Linked DNA regions of Gossypium hirsutum: region 2 is linked to region 1. A link is a contact called in public Hi-C data. All regions are on one chromosome and are shown on one strand. Each heading gives the region's core, a stretch centred on a gene start, on an enhancer-like site or on the middle of the called end of the contact. The rest is flanking DNA. Distances are from core to core; before and after follow the strand shown.

Region 1 (6,736 bases), core at 1,802-4,301:
TGTTTATTTTCTGAGTTTTTCCTTTTATGAACACCATCTTCAACTATTGAAATCATATGAACACCTAACATCTTAAGAAGTAAAAGTTATATCAGGTAGAAAGAAATTTTTTTTTGAAAGAGGGTAGAAAGAACTTGAAAATATCAAGATAAAAGAACGGTGGTAGTGATTTTTTATGGTTTAACAATTAAAAAGCATGAAGGTAATTATATTATAAAGTGCATATATATAAAGCTAGTTATCATTCAAATTATATCAAGGAAAGATAAATGAATACAAGCTCAAAACCCTCTAAAATAGTTCTCATACTGAGCTTGAGATGATGTTAAAACTAAAATCTATCTGAGTAATATATATATGTCGAGAATATCACAAGTCCTTCATTTAAATGTTGAAAAACATGTTGCTGTTTCATTTCAATCAAGTGTTCAAAAACATGCAGCTCATGTTAAGTGTCAAAACAAAACTGTTATACATTACTCAGAATCACAAAAACTAGATATGGCAGATTAATTAACCCTACAATGAATGACCACCCACTGCCCAGCATCAGCCTGAACTTATCGCAGAGTTACAAAAGAATATGATCAACACAAATAGAAAGCAACAAAAGTTGAACAAAACAACAAGCATAATAACAAAATTCAGATAAAAGCCAAAATTCAACACAAAGAACAAAAAGGTATTCAACAGTATAAAAATTAAAATCAAAATTCTAGGGAATTGCCAAAATTATCGGTTAAAAAGTGGACAAGTAAAGAACAAGAAGAAAAAAAAAGAGCTTTAAACTGAACATAAAGAAGATGCCATACCTTAAGCCAAGACCCTTCGAAGAGGAAGATTTGAGCGAAACGAAACAGCAGCCCTGAGAAGAGAAGATATGCGACAGACACTAAGAAAAAACGAAAACAAAAGATGAAGAACAAAAGAAGTAGAAGGAGGAAAGTTACCTGGATGAAGAAGAATGAAGATGAAGAATGACTAGGAAAGATTGGTGAAAGTTGGAAAATGTCACAGAGCCAAATGAAACAGCAGTCCTGAGAAGAGAAGATATGCGAAAGCTAAGGAAAAAAGGAAATTAAAAGATGAAGAACAGAAGAAGTAGAATGAGGAAAGTACCTGGATGAAGAAGGAAGATTAAGAACGACACAATGGGGAAAGATTGGTGAGAGTTGGAAAATGTCTTACAGAAAAAAATCTATAAGACATTTTCCCTAAAAGCATAGACATTTTACCCGTGTTTTTGAAAACATTTTCCTTATGTAAAATGTTTTCAGTAAAATAAACACAGTAAAACTAGGAAAACATTTTCTGGAAAATGTTTTCTTGGCAAACAAACGCACACATAATTTCAAAATATGTGTAATATTTCCTAGATTGGAAATTTGAAAATGTAATTACATCATTTGTTCCAAGTTTCATTTGTTGGATTATTATCGAAGTTTGTATTTCTTCCATTCTAGTGTTTCTAGAAATACAAAATTTCTACTTAGTTTTGTAGGAAAAATAGGAATATGAACTGTTTTCATTCCTATCGATGTTGAAGATATAAAACTTCTATTTGGATTTTTCTCATCTTCCTCTATTTGAGCATTTGAGGGTAAAACCAAATTATCATTTGTATTTGTTGTAGCTGTATTTTTAAAATATAATTTATCATTAGACGACATATATTTTATTGTTCTTACAGGTTTATAAGTATTGACACTACTTATCCTTTCTATCATCCAATCTTTTGGTGTTGATAAATCTCTTAAATGTAATAATTTTGGTTGTATTTCAGTAGTGATTTTATTGGGTTCAAAGAGTGCAATAATTTTGTTATTAATTTCTTTGATTTCTACTTCTGCTATATTAATATATTCATAAATAGAAGTTCAACTGATTGCTAGATCTTATGCTAAATCATTAATTTCAGAATTTTTTATTTGAATTCTAAGACATAAACTATCAAAGGATCTGTAATAGATATAAAGTAATTTGGTTTAACTTTAAATCCTATTACTTCTTCATGTAAATTTGATTGAATTCCTCGAATAGGTGCTCTTATTGGATTTTCAAATCTCTTATCTAATAAAACTGCTATTATTGGTATATCATGACCTTTTCTAAATAAAGCTCTTATAGTTATCATTATTATTCCTAAATGTATATATCTAACTTGGGGATATTTCTTTTTAATCCTCTTAATTTTATCTTTATTAAATAGTCGGCTTTCTGTTAATCCAGCTCTAGTATCTTTAGCTACTGTATTACCACTTATTTTTTGTATATGATTTTGACTCCATATCTTATATTTAGATATTTTATAAATTTCTTCTTTAGAAATTTAATTTTTATTAATTTTTTCTATCATTTCATTAGAAAAGTCTTTTTCTTCTCCAATTATATTTTCTAATTTTATATCTTGTTGTTCACTCTTAGGAATTTCTTCTAATTGATTATTACAACTGCTTCCTATATTAAACATAAATATATATTATTCTTCATCTGTATCATCTATTTCTGATATTAATTCGTATAATATTTCCTTAGGTTTTATTTCCTCTTCCGAACATATTTCTAAATTTTGTTCTTCTAAGTGTTTTAATCATTTTTCTTGTACATTTTCCTTTATTAGGACAATTTGGTGCTATATGTCCTTCTTCATCACATATAAAACATTTACATATTTGTCTTTTAGATTTTTTAGAAATTTTTCTTCTAATAATTTTTTTTATTATAGCCAAAATTACATATTTGTTTTATAAGTTATATAATAAAGTGACAAAATTACATATTTATTTTATAAGTTATATTTTATTTTATAAAATTGACAAATTTTAACAGAGTAGTATTGATAATTGGATTATATTTATTAAACTGAGGGCTTCTATAGTACAGAGATTAAACCTTAAATTCATTAAAAATACAAGGACTAACCACATATTTTAGCCATAAGAATAAGAATTTGAAAATGGTAATTTTCTTCCTTGTACAAAAGAAACAAAACTTTGCCACGCTGGCAATCCTCACAGCTTAGACGCCCAATCAGATTCAGTCACACGGATCAAAGCCTGCACACAATATTTTCTCTCTCTACAATGCCGTTGAATGATGTTTTCGAATTTCCATATTTGCCCCTCAATTAAACGGACCTTAACCCTTCCCTTCCGTTCCCCTTATATTTAAAGTCGCTATCCCCATTCGCTTGTCTCTCAAAATCAAAACCCTAATCTCTTCTTATCAAGGAAATAGCGGTTGCTGATCATCTCTGGATTCTGTATTTCTTGATCTCTCGTGGATCTGATCATTTATTTGCTGGATTATTGTATATCTTTCAGGATCTTGGATTTCAATTTCCTTGTATTGAAGAAAAAAGATGGCTCGTACGAAGCAAACTGCTCGCAAATCAACCGGAGGGAAGGCTCCCAGGAAGCAGCTCGCCACCAAGGTATGATTTTTTAGGGCTTTAATTTCCCAGTTTCTTTTATTTTTAAAATACGTTTCAGTTGATCTTTTTATGAATTTCAATCAATCAATTACAGGCTGCAAGGAAATCTGCGCCTACGACCGGCGGAGTCAAGAAGCCTCACCGCTACCGTCCTGGAACCGTCGCCCTTCGTGAAATCCGTAAATATCAAAAGAGCACTGAACTTTTGATCCGCAAGTTACCCTTCCAGCGTCTTGTTCGTGAAATTGCCCAAGACTTCAAGGTATGTATATAAATGCCAAAAAAAAATCGAGAAATCGAACCCCTGGTAGTCCCAATTGGTTTTATTTGTTCGTATAGCGTAATAACTAAGGTTTTTTTTTCTTGTTTGGCAGACGGATTTGAGGTTTCAAAGTCATGCGGTTCTGGCATTGCAGGAGGCTGCAGAGGCATACCTTGTGGGTTTGTTCGAGGATACCAACTTGTGCGCTATCCATGCCAAGAGGGTCACCATTATGCCCAAGGATATTCAACTCGCTAGGAGAATTCGTGGGGAGCGTGCTTAAGTTTCTTTTTTAATTTGTATTGATTCAGGGGTTGTTTTTGTGGGTAATTTCGGATTCTATGTAATCTAACTGGATTACATCTTTAAAGGATTTTCATTATTCATGCAGCTTGAATAGCTGGTTCATTCACATCATATTTTGTCGGTTTTACGATGAATGATATTTTATACTGTGTTGGATTAGAACATGCTTTTCGAAGGTTTGTGGTGGATAACATTAGCAATAAGAAAGTATCTCCGTCAAGTATCAATCAAGGCCCAATTAAGCTGGGCCGGTTTTGTTCCAAAATGATGCGGTTGGTGGCCTTTCTCCCTTTTATCATTGTAAGTGTCCATGCTTGTAACACCAATATTTCGGAAGCAGGATAGGGTAGGGTATCTCTTAATCTTTTATAGTTTAAAGTTATATTATTTAAGAATATTTTAATTTTTTAATTTTATTTTTTAAATATATAACAAATCATGAAATAAGTAATAATACAAAATAAAATATGTACAATATTATAATGTAAAAATATTAAACTGTAAATAAAATTAAATTTAAACACATAAATAGATTATATTAAAAATATTTAATAAATTATAATTTTTTTATTAAGATATTAATCATTAATCTAAATTAATATCAAATTAACTTATAGCACTTACTCAATAAAATAATTAATACAATCACATTGCAAAATTTTTATTAGATCTTTAGAAAATAAAATAAGAAAATTAAAATATTCTTAAATAATATAACTTTAAACTATAAAAGATTAAGATATCCTACCCTATCTTGCTTCGGAAATATTGGTGTTACAAGCATGGACACTTACAATGATAAAAGTTAATTTGATGTTAATTTGATATTAATTTAGATTAATGATAATATCATAATAAATAATTATAATTTATTAAATATTTTTAATATAATGTATTTATGTGTCTAAATTTAATTTTATTTACAGTTTAATATTTTTACATTATAATATTGTATATATTTTATTTTGTATTATTACTTATTTCATGATTTGTTATATGTTATATTTGAACAAATTTTTATTTTAAATGTGTCATTTTCACATATTATATTTAAACAAATTTTTATTTTAAATGTGTATTAATATTTATTAAAAGTTCATATAAAAATAAATGACATTTTTTATTTAAAAAGATGAATCTAAAAGATTTGATATATTTCATGTAAATTGTATTTTTAATTTAAATCCTTTTATATTTGTTTTTTTATTAGTGTATAAAAATACAAAAAATAAAAATATTTTCATAATAATATAATTTGTTTTGTAAATTTTTTTTTAATATATTTTTACTCTATTGAAATATGAATGATACCAACTATGACTGCTATTCAGACACAGATTTCAGTAATCTATTCTGCTTTAAAACTCTTCGGCAAGTCCTCTTTTATTATTTGTTATGTGTTAGTGATGGAATCAGATTCGAAAATTTCCATTTCTTGACTTGCAGTGAGGGAATGGAGAATTTTTAATGAGATTGATTAGCTGATCGGGTACATTAAGCAACTGCAATTCTTTAGAAGTTAAATTCTATATTTGGAGAGAAATTATATTTTATTTTTTTATTAAATTTTTTTATACATTAAATTAAAGATTAAATGAATTTTTTTTATTAAAAATTTTATTCACTTTAGATATATGTGACGTGTTATATATATCACAGTATAATGCATATAAATAAATTTTTAACAGTAAAAAAAGTATAAACTTTAACAAAATGATCAATCTATTTTTTGATTTAGTATATATCAAATTAATTTATTAGTATATATCAAATTAATTTATCTATTTTTTAAATAAATAAAACAAAATACAATTTAATTTTATAATATTTTTACCCAATTCCCTCGCATAAATGGTGATTGAGTGATCAACAATGCTTGAGGCGGTTTTGTAACACTGGATGTATATTTGTTTGCTTTTTGATGTTTCTACTTGATTCAGATACGGTGTGGTATGCACCCATTGTTTCAAGCTTTTCTTTATTAATGAATAATTTTATTCTCTTAGAGAAAAAGAAAGCGGGTAAGGGTAGTCCCCATTCGTGCATCAAACCATGTGCCTCTTCCTCTCCACTACTTATTGGCTATCCATCCATTGTTTCACTATTTAATTACGTCTAATAATTTTTATCACCATCCCATGTCGTTTTGTAGTTTTCCATTATTATTTGCAAACCACAAAAGGTAATTTCAGTAAGCAATTTAACTAGCGTTCGTCAATACAATAGTACGAAGCTCGTTTAGATAATCCACATCAAAACAAGCCTCATCTACATTTGATAAACCCATGCCGTTAAGTGATTGCCATCGCGCACCACTCTCGATTGCTTTGGTAACATTGGTTGATTGAGCAGATTATGGGAAGAAAAGCTCCTAGCATGGTTAAGTGCTATATGTGGTGGTGTGAGTCTTCCATGCAACATCTCATTGATTTTGAATAACGGGTTCAAGTATCGTGGATGAAAAAAACTAATAATGAGAGAGTTTTATCTTTATTTAAATATCTGGTTTAACTCAAATTTGAATTTAATCCAAGTAATAAGAGTATAAAAAAAACTATTATTTTCATGAGTCTAATCACAGATTTTATCACTAAGCTATATAACTTCCATGTGTTTTTATTTATTTATTATTATATGCCGAAATGAAAGATATTCCTCACTTCGACTGCTTTAGATATATAGACCACATACAAAGTTACAAAGAAACCCCATCATTATTGAGCCAAAATTTGCAT
Region 2 (6,736 bases), core at 1,738-4,237, 140 kb after region 1:
GTATTGGCACAAATAATAATAAATCAAAAAATCATCGTAAGAAATTATTAGAGAAATATTACTGCATCAGAGTTCAAAGCATGAATAAAAATAAATCTAGTAGAAAAAAATTCGAATTTACTATACCCTTCAAAAATAAATGCTATATTCGTATATACATTTTGATGGAAGCATATATTTAATTTTCTTTAACTTGATTACTTTTTAATTTATTGAACTAATTTGTTCATGTGTAAATAACTTTGAATTGTTTAAATTTCTAGTTAGAGTTGTATATTTAGGCAAATCCTCCTAGTGCTGATACTCAAATCTAATCTCGTGTATGAAGCCAACTCAAGTATATTGTTTAGCTATATATTTTATTTATTGTCTTTTGTTCCTTGAGGGCGAGCAACGACTTAAGTGTGGAGGAGTTTGATCTGCCACAATTCGTTGTGGCAAATTAAGGTTTTTCTGACACTTAACCAACTTGTTTTCTAGTGTTTTTATATACCTTTATTTCATTTTTGGTTTTTATTTGCTTAGGTTTAGTTTTGGTAAAATAATCTTTTTACGCAATTTTTAGTGTTTTGACGACCCGTAAGGCAAACTTGGGACTCGGGTATGACTAATGGGTTGTTTGAGTATGTAGGGCAGCAATTTGGGCTTAAGTATGCAAGGAACAATGGTCATGTCATGACATCAACATTCGATGTCGCAACATTGAACTTCGAAGCATCAAAAGCTAAAAATAGGGCTAACGTCGTGCCATCATCGTGACAAATTGCTGACATCAATAGCCACGTGATCAGAATTTTAAAACTGCATTTTGTTTTTTATTTATTAAACCTATATTTTGTTTATTAAACTAGGGGTATTTTAAGAATAAATTACCTCAATATGTTGCCCTAGGTTTTGCCTATGTATACACTTTTATAATATCATTAGGAGGGTTGGTTGTTGATAGGTAGACAATTAAATAGCTTTATTTTTATTTATGTTTGCTTAGTCGGAATTCTTCCTGTTCCGATGTGAAGATAGTTGTGAGCGGAAATTGCTCTGACATTGCACCTCAATTAATTATCAATGAGAAATTTATCTATTTATATTTTGTTTCTCTGACAAATTAACGTTTGTATGAATATTAGAATAACTCTTGTGTTTATTTCATATCTAGCATGTTTCAGTTATGAATCTGATTTATTAATTAAGTAATTATTTATCTAAAATTGAGTGTTTATTCAAGAGTACTTAGTATATTAGGGACTAATACCCCTAATAGAATATCTAGACAGGTGAGACCGAGAGGGTATCCTATCAAGTATACTTGTGCTAAGTAGTGAGATCGAGAGGGTATTTGTAAGCCTAGGAAGAGATCAAAAGGATGACTTAGGTGGTAATCCTTAGTGAAAATGAGATCAAGAGGGTATTTTTACCTAAGGATGGTAAACAACTCAACCGAGGGTAATTTGTTGATAATTGGTTATTTAATCGAAAATAAACCGGGAACTCGAATCGTCGACACTAGGAATAGGAGATTCCATTAAGTTATTTTAGACTACTTAATTTAGTTAGGTTATTTTAGTTTAATTAATTTAATTAGTTTAATTCATATTTTAATTTTGGATTCACACTACTAATTTGTAAATTGATTCTATTAGTAGTTATTTTTGGTAATTAATTTAATAATAAATTTTGTCAATCTGCAATCCCAAATTTATATTACAATTTCACATGTTCTTTTGTAGATACTACACGAAATTTTATGTATTTTATTTGCACGATTTTCATTCTAAACCTTCGCAGTTTTAAACGCAGTCACCACCGTTATCATCTCTTCCTCTTCCAAATACATACATAAGCATAAAACTAATATACAATTTCAGCCTAGCTAAGATATACTTTCTTACTAAAATGAAACAAGAAATACCACATGAATCCTAATATACTCGCCTTCAAACTTGGTAATTTGAAAGAGATGGTCACTTGGTTAGTAAAATTTCACGAGAAATTTACAAATTTCGGTGAGGATGTGAAGTTGGGAGAAGTTTCCCATTTCATCTTGCTAATGCTGTTGGAAGAGAGGAAAGAATGGAAGACAAAAGAATTCTCATCTCTTCCATCAAATTCCCAACAATTCTCCTATCAAATCCAAAGGTTAGGATTTATTTTCCCATCAATTGACCATGATCCAATGGCCCCTTTCACTCTTACGTTCAACTTTGATCCAATGGCTCCTAATTAAACATGGAAACTTTGATCGAGTGGCAAATATTGGTCCCTACACTTTTTCTCATTGCTTTTTCCCATTTTGCCATTAGTAAGCTCCCATGGTTAAGATTAAAACACATGAAATTGATCTAATAGCTCTCACTCCAATTAATAAATTCAAAATATAACATCTTATGGTTTATTATTCTTCGAGGTCCTCCAATATTTTACCTCTTTATGACCAGGACTAATTTACAAGCTTAGACTATTTTCCCATCTAGTCCATCCCTTTATTATCTAACAATTTAATCCATACTTATCAAATTTGATTTGACTTTTTTAGAATTTATTTTTATTTTTTTAAAATTCATATTTATAAATTTATAAAAATATTTTTTTATAATTTTATAAAATAAATTATAATTTTTAGATTTTTTAAATAATTTTTTGACATATTTATATTTTTTAAAATTATCATTAATTTTTTTAAAATATCAAATTGCTCTTTTAATTTTAATTAAGAGATCAAATTCGTTATTAATCTTTGAGCCTTATTTCATCAAAGGGTTAATGAGCATAATGTAAGTTTTGATAAACATAAACTTAAGCTTAATTTAAGGAGTATTTGTGGAATTTACCCAAATGAAACTGAGTCAGAATATGAACATTTCAGCTCAAAACTCCAATTCGTTTTAATCCCACTTGCATTTATAGCGCGTGTCAATACAACATGAGCAATCCAAATCATCCCTCCATTTCCACGCGTTCTATAGATTGCGTTAGTCATCCTTAGCACAGAACAGAAGCCCAGAAAGAAAGAGAGAGAGATACATTTTTTCCTAAAAAAAAAAAAAGAGAAATATATTTAACAGCGAAACACGGAAAATAAATCAGGTAGAAAAACGGGGAAAGGACAAAAAGGAAAAACCGTTCTAGGGTTGCCTTGAATCTCTCTCTTTCCAGATATTAGATAATTAGAAATAGATTTGTAGGGCTTTTCAATCGATTCCTTCTTTATTTTCTTACAATTAGGGTTTTCGAAAGAGGTAAGTTGATTTAACTGCTGGGTCTCATTTTCGTTTCTTATCTTTCTTGGGACAGTGGTGTTGGAGTTTGGGTTTTAATCGACCCAACCCTAAAATCGGTGCTTTTGGGAATTGGACTTTTAACATTTTTACCGAGAATCGGAGCTGGAAAAGGATCATTTTTTTAGGGACTCTTTCTTAACAAATATATTGTATTTTTTTACGATCTGTAAATATGCGAGGAGTGCACAAATCAAAAAGGGTTACTTGGGCATCAGACGTTAACCTTTGTCAGGTAAAATTGCAGTTTTACTTTGGAAATTCCTGAATTTTGAGGTCCCTTTCAGGTGAAATTACAGAAAAGAAAAGGGGGGTGCAAAATTTTAAGTGAACCAAATATGTTGGAGAATGAAGCTATGTGAATCCTTCATGTTCTGCTGTTTTTGGTTTCCTTTTTTCTTTCATAAATATATTTTATCTATTACTCTGTCACTTTAATTGCATTTGAACCTTTCTGGTAGTCAAGTTAGTTTAGTTTTGGTATTCTTTTAATGCATGATTTCGAATGAGTTTTTAGTTTTGTTGATGCCATTGTTGTGTTAAGCTTTTTAGGGTCTTAAATGATGGTCTGTTCTTGTTTTTGTTTGTTTTTTCTTCTTTTCCAGTGGAATTTATGGCTTATTTTGTTTTGCATCTTAGTGTTATGGGAATAAATCTGCTAACGGAGTTTGGAAGTTTTTTCATGCTAGTTAGACACAGAAATGAGAGAATGGAAATGATAAAAGATTTAGATTTTTAAACTGATTAAAAAATGCTAACGATGATAAAAGTATTCCAGTGATTGCATCCTTGGCTTGTCATTTCTTGATGTTTCCTTTCATATAATGTTCATCTTTGCAGAACACGATAAGTTTACCACAATACAGTTGTAAAATCCCCTTGGAGTTTGATTAATATGAGTGTGTAATGTTTCTTATATTGCTATAGTTCTGAAGTCTTTGACTTTATGTTTCTGCTTGTAGTTGTTTTACCCGACCTAGTTTTGTAGCTCATACTAGATTTTAGTATAGGCAAAGTACTAGGTTAAGGATCTCAAATTCAACTTGAGATTTTATTACTCAGCTAAGGCTTAATGAGATGTTTATACAAGCTTTAATATATGTATTTATATATTGCATTTCCCTGTTTGAACAAGCTCTCTTCAGTTGCTAGATGGTGTTTTACTGTGAAATGATGTTTGAGCAAATTCTCAACCCTGTTTTGTTGAAAATGATAAACAGAAAATATAATTGCTTCTCCTCTTAACAGGTAAGGTTGTTTCTATCAGAGGAATCACCTTCACAAGTTGGGGTGGGTGGTCAAGATCACCTCCAAGCAAAAACATCGTTGGTATCACATATAAATGGGGCTACTGGGGATGACTTTCTGCCTCCGGGATTCGAAGGAGCTCATTCTACAAGTCATCCGCAGATTAACTTGCTAGAAATTGCTACCATTAAATGGAGATGTCCTCTCAGGGTAACAATTCTAAAGACTTCTTTTCTGCATTTTAGTTTGATTTGTGATTATTGCTCCCAGCATTTACCTCAAAGCTGAACTTACGTCTTCACAGTTTATTTTGGACTTGAATTGGCAAGTTGTTGCCGGAGAGGAAAGTGAAGAGGTGGAGATTCAAAATCAGAGAGAAGTGAGAGTGCTTGAAGCTGTTTATCCTCGCCCATCTGCAATTCCTACAAAGTCTGATACTTTTTCTTTTTTCTCTTTTTGACTGGTTTTGGGGTGGGTTTTCTAGAAACTGCTTCTCTTGGGTTATCCTTTTCTATGAGACTAAATTTTCTTCTGGTTGTGCAGCTCTTCTGTTTCAGCAGACGTGGAAAATTGTGACTATGACGATCAGCAAACTCCTCAAATACCCATCACTCCTATTGAAGATGAGGATGCAGCAACTGAAACTCCCATTAGTTCACAGCCACAGTGGTTGGCTCCTGGTATTTTACCTCCTCTGCGTGGCAGTATGCCAAGTGTTTCAAGTGGCTCAGCTGATGAAAAACCTGCTTCTGGGATGATCCTTAATGTTGAACCCGGTGTAGCAGCTGCTGCCTTTGCTGCAGTTAACCAAAACAATGAACCTGGAAACATGATTGATCCGGAGTTTCTCGTTAAAATTCTCAGCAATCCCAGATTGATTGAGAAATTAGTTACTGATTATGGAGTGGCTTCAGGTGCTCAAAACTTACCTGAATCAACATCCCCTCTGGCAACTTCTCCCAATCCACCCCCACCTGTAAATCTCTCCAACCCATTTCCTGCCCACATCAATAGAACAGAAAATGGTACTGCATCCTTATCAGCTACTTCTAGTGGAACTTTTTATGCTCAGCCTAATGGGGTTGGAGTTGGACCGTCAAATAAACAAGGTCTTGCACCCAATCCCCATCCAATATCTGTTTCAGCAGCTGTTGGACTTCCCCAGAAAAAGGATGTAAACTATTACAAGAACTTGATTCAGCAACATGGAGGAGAAAGACAAGAGCCAGCTCAGAAGTTCAACAGCCGATACAACCAGCACCTAAGACCAAACCAAGAACTAATAAACAACACCAAATCAAGAGATTCTAGACCGAAGATAATGAAGCCTTGTATGTACTTTAACAGTTCCAGGGGATGCAGGAATGGAGCCAATTGTGCATACCAACATGATACATCTTCCCACCAGAACAGTGGGAATAATGTTGCGGAGGTGCCGAATACAAAGAGAATGAAAATGGATAGAGAGATAAGCGGTTAGAAAATACAGAGCGCAAGTATGGTTAGAAAATACAGAGTGCATGTATGCCTTTTTCACATGCAAAAAGCGTACTGCAGCTCTACCTTTTATTGGCTTTGCTTAGGTTCTTTTTGGAATTAGTATAATTCTAGTACTCCCTTTTTACCCCTCGCTTTGCATCAAGCTTTTAAGATTCAATGGGCTAGAGAGCCTTGATTATCACAACCGATTGCGGATTTTCATCCATGAAGTGCATTTTTTTGGGTTTTTTCTTTCTTTCGTCTTGCATCGACTGCAAATGTTGCCTACGTACGTATAAATTACAGTATGACAGTTGCTCTGTCCATACAGTTTGATTAATATTACAGGTAGTATTTTCTGCATTTTGTTTGAAAATGAGCCAATAAACTGTAAACTTTTCCCCTTGGAAGTAGAGTTGCTGAAATAGGCCTGTGCTTTGAATTGTTTTAAAAAGCTGATAGCTCTAGTTTGGAAAAACTTGAATGCGAGAAAATCTGAGTTTGAAGAAACGTCAGTTTAAAAAAGAAACTAGAGTTCGAAAAAACTAAGCTCATAACCATTTGAGCTTACCATCGAGATAGATAATGATTTGATTCAAGTTCGAGATAGATATCTAAACTTGAAAAAGAAGCAGCACATATAATATAATACTATTTAAAACAAAAATAAATTAGACAAATTATAATTACTTAATTTATTAATACTATATCAGTAATAATTTATTAACACTAAA

What was found. A called contact is a pair of places that touch in the nucleus more often than the background predicts.
Region 2: a Hi-C map of leaf shows a contact between it and region 1, with 5 times the contacts expected there. The contact joins the promoter of LOC107951107 here to the promoter of LOC107951105 in region 1. A contact is called at or near these places in 12 of 34 Hi-C or Micro-C datasets (anther, callus, hypocotyl and 2 more).

The regions. Positions count from the first base shown.
Region 1 is chrA02:37,502,569-37,509,304 of Gossypium_hirsutum_v2.1, forward strand. It overlaps LOC107951105 (histone H3.3), which reads left to right and starts at 3,052. Exons shown (of 3, transcript XM_016886035.2): 1 at 3,052-3,433; 2 at 3,528-3,695; 3 at 3,808-4,107. The coding sequence starts at 3,362. The coding sequence ends at 3,978. It overlaps LOC107951104 (a long non-coding RNA gene), which reads right to left and starts at 1,273. Exons shown (of 6, transcript XR_001698324.2): 1 at 1,120-1,273; 2 at 951-1,037; 3 at 813-865.
Region 2 is chrA02:37,637,828-37,644,563 of Gossypium_hirsutum_v2.1, forward strand. It overlaps LOC107951107 (zinc finger CCCH domain-containing protein 6), which reads left to right and starts at 2,988. Exons shown (of 4, transcript XM_016886036.2): 1 at 2,988-3,510; 2 at 4,524-4,733; 3 at 4,828-4,952; 4 at 5,067-6,365. The coding sequence starts at 3,451. The coding sequence ends at 6,003.